Linked DNA regions of Sus scrofa: region 2 is linked to region 1. Evidence: chromatin contacts called from public Hi-C data. All regions are on one chromosome and are shown on one strand. The core of a region is the stretch at or near the end of the contact, and the rest is flanking DNA. Distances in the headings are between cores, read along the strand shown. Region 1 overlaps C14H12orf49 (UPF0454 protein C12orf49 homolog). Region 2 overlaps C14H12orf49 (UPF0454 protein C12orf49 homolog).

Region 1 (2,700 bases), core at 118-2,617:
AATGGCTCTAGCAATTTTTTTGTTACCTCTTCTGGTCTTGGTAGAAGCTCTTCTATGCCCTAATCTCCTTCCTCCTCTTCTCCCTAGCAAACTTCTCACGAGGCCTTTCCTGACTCCCTCTCTGACTTCCCTTAGTATTATTTCACTTGCCCATGGTGACACTCACCACTCTGTATTATGTTACCTAGGGTATAAGTGGTACCTTATGTACAGCCTAGTATAGATCTGGGCAGAGTAGGTGCTCAGTAAACATTTCTGATCAAATACACTTGATCAGTGAACCTCTGGACACCAACGTGACCAAAACTGAGAAAGGGAATATCTGAGAAAAGGAAAACAGGCTTCCAATTCAAGGAAGCAGATAAGGGCTCCAGTCAACTCCCCATGGCTGGTCTTTTGTCTCAGAGAAAGTTGTACAGACCCTTGCCATGTCTCGCTTCCCAGACTTCTCTTTAACACATACTTGTTTGCATACAATGTGACCCCTAGGCACCATAAGCTGCCTTCTTCAAATGAAATGTTTATCACAAATGGAGAGGCTACCCAACCATTCTGCTTTCCAATTACAGATGCACTAGGGCACCAGCACCTGAGAAACAGCAACCTTGCTGGAAAATGTCAGAGCAGATGTTTCTAGGTTGTGTATAAAAATAAACAAACCCACAATGAAGGGCTCCCTGGCTGGCCCCCACATGCCCAGCATCAGCCTGGCTGTGGTGGTAACGCTCGAAAGGAAAGGACAGCTCCACGTGGGAATAGTGCTTTGCTGGGCCTGCAACAGCCAGCTAGGTGGAGAGAGGAGGGGCCCCTGTGCCCTGAGCTGGGGGGTGGGGGGAGCAGGGAGAGGAGGTTTGGCAGGGTTTGGATATGAGCCTCCACTGTTACATCGAGCACAGACTCCAGGGCTGTGAAAGGAATGAGAGAATGGGGGGGCAGAGGGAGGAGGTGGCAGGCAAGGACAAGAAGGAAGCTGCATTTTTCCAGCAGCTCCTATGTGCCTGTGCTGTGTTGGAGGTTTATGTACATATGATCTCATTCCATCCTGACGTCCTTTCTGGGGGATGGGCATTTCCATTCTGAAGATAAGGAAACTGAGTCCAGAGAGGGGCACACAGTCAGAATCCCATCCAGTCCTGTGGGGCTCCAATCCCAGCTCTTGTTCAACAATCCCCAGCAACAGATAAGGGCAGGCCCTCACCCTCTGCAAGGAGGGAACACTCTCCCTTTGGGGGTCAGGCAGCTTTAGTTTTCTGGAGGCCAGTGGCTCCCTCTCACCTCTGCCCAAGCAGCCCTGGCTTTTCTTCAGGAGAGAGGAAAGCTATTCCTAAAGAAGCCACAGCCTAGGGTAAGGAAGAAGGTGATACTGCCCCCTAGTGTTCGATAGACAGCACATACCCCTGAATCTCTTAAGGCAGCCCTTTCCCTTTAAGGCTGCCCTAGCTACCATGTCAATCAGACTTCGACTTAATGATGGAAAAGCACTCTTGTCATTCACTCTGTCACCCATCCAGTTTTTAGGGATGGCCCTGGCCCAGCAGTGATGATGCACATAAAGAGGCCATGTGTGGAGGTGCCCAGGCAAGTTTTTAACCACCCTGGGTGCTTGGAGTTAGTGGAATTAGATTCCAGGGCTCCCTTTCCTTTAAAAAGGTACATCCATCAACTTCAGTACCATAGAGGCTCTGATCCCAAGCACATCTTTGCTGAAACACTATTCTGAGCAGGTAAATACTGCCCCTAACACATCTTTAAAGACAGAATGACTCATCCACTAAAGCCAGGCAGAAATTCCATATTTACTAGGGGAGGGAAGAAGAGTCCTCTGATGGAGAAAAACCAAGGTTTATGTATAATTGATGCAAGATGTCATCTTTTGGATCAGATGAAAGATTTTCTGGTCTTTATCTTGCTTAGGAGACTTCTTATGGATTTCTTTTTACACAATAAGTGCTTGGTAATCAGAAAAGAATCTGATTCCAGGTAAGCCCATGCTTTAGAACAGAACCTTGGGCACCCCCCTCTCCACCCACAACAAGGATGGATCCCAGTTTCAGAATACCCATTTTGGCTCTGCAACCCTCTGGAAATTTCCCTGACCTTTGTTTGCCTCTATTTTCCCTGCTGTAAAATGGAGCCATGCCAGCTCCCATTCATGAAGAGGTTCAAGGAGATGCAAGGCTCTTAAAGAAGGCTACAAGTATCATGGGCTCGGAATTCTCATTACAAAAGCTCATTTCACCTTGAAAGCACTACAGCATTAACTAGATCTGCCTAATTACATTGTAGAGAAATGCCTGGCATTTATTTCACCCAAATGTGACAGCAATTGGGGTGGTCACCTGTCAAAAATGTCCCTCTGCCAGAGAAAGAGAAACATAAACTTGCAGTCTTATCTGATTATCAATGAAGGTTTGTGCAGGTTTTTTTTTAAAGGTCTAAATACTGGGTACATGATAAAAGAACAGTTCCTTTTAGCAATATGCCTGCTGTCATAGGTCTCCAGGCAAGATATTATATCTGATAAATAGATATGGACAATAGATAATGTCTATATTAATATCACTAAAACGTGGTCCTCTCCTGCAGCTCACCCGAGACGGGGACGATGGTGTACAAAGAGGCAGATGCCAGACAGGAGACTTTTTTCTTGTGACAGTTTGAGCTCCCCTGCTGCAATTAACTTTTTCTCCCCCTCCCTCT
Region 2 (2,716 bases), core at 179-2,678, 230 kb before region 1:
CATCAGTTACTCCAATGTCCATGCTTTTAGCATGACGCCCTACAGCCTCTCTGCCTGGAAGCAGTGAAGAGTCACTTGGGGCTGTAAGGCATTGAGAAGAAGGGCAGAGGGAAGGTCAGAGGGCAGAGCCGAGAAGCCCTTTGATTGTTGGGCCTCAAATACCTGCTCCAGCCTGGAACAATCCCAAAGTAGGGCACAGGGAGGGCCCTGGTATAACACCTCTCTTTCTCCTTCCTCTTTCTCTCCCACACCCTCTCCATACCCATGGCCCATCCTGGACCCTCCTGCCTTTGTGTCTATGTATACATGTATGTTTCCCCTGAGCAGGAAGGTCATTACTTTCCCTTTATGCCCCATATCCTCTCTCTGAAAACTCCTATTCACCCTGCAAAGCCTAGCTCTTCAATGTCCAGGCCCTTGTCCCTTTAAATTTCCACTAGTGGCTTCTTCACTGACTTAATCACAGCATCTGCCTGTGCCTAACGTGAAATGATGGAAAGCTGGTAGAAAGTTTGTTGGTCAGAGAAGCCTCAGCTGTCTTGCTCACTCCATCTGGATGACAATCAGCCAATGTGTTTTGGACCCTGACCATGTGCTATCACACGCCACTGTGTTTAATTTAATTAATGAAGCCCCAGGAGCATCATCATTTCTATTTTGTAGATTATGGTTAAGCAAACTACAGCCTGTGGGCCAGCTGCCTGTTTTTGTAAATAAAGTTGTACTGGACACAGCTATGCTTGTTCATTTGTGGATGTCCATGGCCGCTTTCACGCTACGGTGACAAAGTTGAATAGTTGCCACAGAGACTACATGGCCTGCAAAGATATTTACTATTTGATCCTTTGCAGAAAAAGTGTGCTGGCCTCTGTAAATCAAAAGTGAAGTACTGAGGTTCAGAGAGGCTTAGCGACTCGCCCCAGTTAACTCAGCCAACCAAGGACAGACAACCAAGACAGACTTCAAGGCGGCACTCTTTCCATGCCCTAAATGCCATCCTGGTTTTCTTCCAAGTTCCCCACCACCACCCCCGACAACCATTCCCCAGGGCTCTGCATCAAGCCACACAAAGTAGGGTCCTTTCTGCCTGGCATGGGAGCCAAGTGTAGTAACAGATGACAGAGTCACCTGGATGCAGGTATGAGCACTTAAGGCACATCAGGGCCCGGAAAAAAAGGGAGTGAGCAGGAGAAGATTTTTGTTTTATTTTTTTTTACAGAAAGAAGGTGCATTTGATAAAGAATCTCACCTCGCCTGCCAATCTCATTTTCCAAGCACTTTACAGATAAGCCAGTGGCGCAAAGTGAATCAATTCTTGCCTAACTGCTCTGCAGTTTCCACTTTCAGCCGGGCCAGATCCAGCATGGCTTGCAAAGGGCAGGGCCTTCCTTGGGATTTGAGACCGCCCCTCAACCGGGGAGACCAAACTCCTTCCCATATCCCACAGCTGAGCTCCTCCAATGTCCCCCGCCCCCCATCGGCACCCACCTTCCCCATTTCAGCCCTGCAGCTTCCCCCTTCCAGCGTCTCCTGGGGTCTGCTTCCCCACCCAGCTCGGGGAGCTTATTTCAAACTGAGATACAATTACAGATCACATTCCTTTTCTTCTCCTCTTTTTCTTTTTAATAAAGCTGTTTTGTGTCTCCTTTCCCCCGCCTTCCTGCATTCCTCCCATCTTAGTCTTCCCCTCTCCCCCTCCTGTAGGAAATGTCTAGGATTCTCTCACTGGGGTGTAATGGTTAAATTGCTACCAGCTGATTAAACAGCAGACGTTGAAGCCGTAATCCTTGGCGTTCAGGAACCTGGGGAGGCAGCGACGAGGGCCCTGACCCGCTTAGCCCCTGCTGACCCCCCTGCGATGTGCCCGCCCTATCGTCGCTCTTTTCATCTGTCCCAGGCTGCCTGACAGAATCCTCGGGGAAGGGCCAGGGGAGGAAAGAGAGAGGAGAGGCTGTGGGAGGGGAGGGAGGAGCGGGGTGGGGGGTGGTGGGGGTGGGGGTGCCCCCCTGGCTGGGCCCAGCCTCCGAGGAATGTCTATTCCCATCCATCCCTTCCCTGCTCATCTGTAAAGCCACACACACGCACACACGCACACGCAAACCCAGACCCCGGTCACACATATTCACTCACTCAAACACCCAGGCTCTTTCTCACTCTGAAGAATGAAGACCAGAGGAAGGAAGGAAGGGCCCACCTGCCCTGCCCCCCCTCCCCACAGCGCACCTGCCCCAGCCGGGAAGGATCGGGGAAGATAAGAGAAGTGTGACCTGGGAGAGGAGTGGTGAGAGGGAGGGGGAGGGCTTCGGGGATGGGCAGGCTCAGGTTTGACTCTGCTGGCTGCACGATCCCCTGAGTCAGGACAGCCCTTCTTGGAGCCTCCCTGAGCCCTGTTTGCAGACTGGGGGTGACTGCCACTTCACAAGGTGGCTTGGGACAAAGCAAGTGAAGGCACATCATCAGGTCTGGCCCAGCACAAAGCGTGTCTCCTCTCAAAAAGCCAGTGCCCACGGCTGCGGTGCAGCATGTTCATCTTAACCTTCAAACACTTGGCCCAGGAAAAGCCATGTGCCCCTGGGCTCCTCTCCTCTGACCCCCAGCTCTTCCCCTTGCAAACTGCCATCGTCATGGCTTCCCGATGGGCATGTGACAACTGGATGCACAGCTCCAGGATCCAGGCCCCCACGAAGGTGTCTTTCCCATTCTGACCCACGTGGTT

Evidence for each region. Hi-C and Micro-C count contacts between places; a contact is called where the count stands out from the background.
Region 2: a contact with region 1 is called in a Hi-C map of embryonic fibroblasts, with 2.3 times the contacts expected there. The contact joins two enhancer-like sites. A contact is called at or near these places in 2 of 47 Hi-C or Micro-C datasets (embryonic fibroblasts and epiblast stem cells).

Annotation. Positions count from the first base shown.
Region 1 is chr14:35,746,163-35,748,862 of Sscrofa11.1, reverse strand. The region is part of intron 4 of C14H12orf49 (UPF0454 protein C12orf49 homolog); the gene reads right to left. Among named protein-coding and RNA genes, the nearest start is that of C14H12orf49, 42 kb to the right of the region's middle. Within about 2 kb of position 1,367, at least 16 of the 83 cell types and tissues checked have an H3K27ac peak or open chromatin away from gene starts, as enhancers often do. A contact at or near this core is called in embryonic fibroblasts, where this site is marked.
Region 2 is chr14:35,975,058-35,977,773 of Sscrofa11.1, reverse strand. The region is part of intron 5 of C14H12orf49 (UPF0454 protein C12orf49 homolog); the gene reads right to left. Among named protein-coding and RNA genes, the nearest start is that of MED13L, 85 kb to the left of the region's middle. Within about 2 kb of position 1,428, at least 23 of the 83 cell types and tissues checked have an H3K27ac peak or open chromatin away from gene starts, as enhancers often do. A contact at or near this core is called in embryonic fibroblasts, where this site is marked.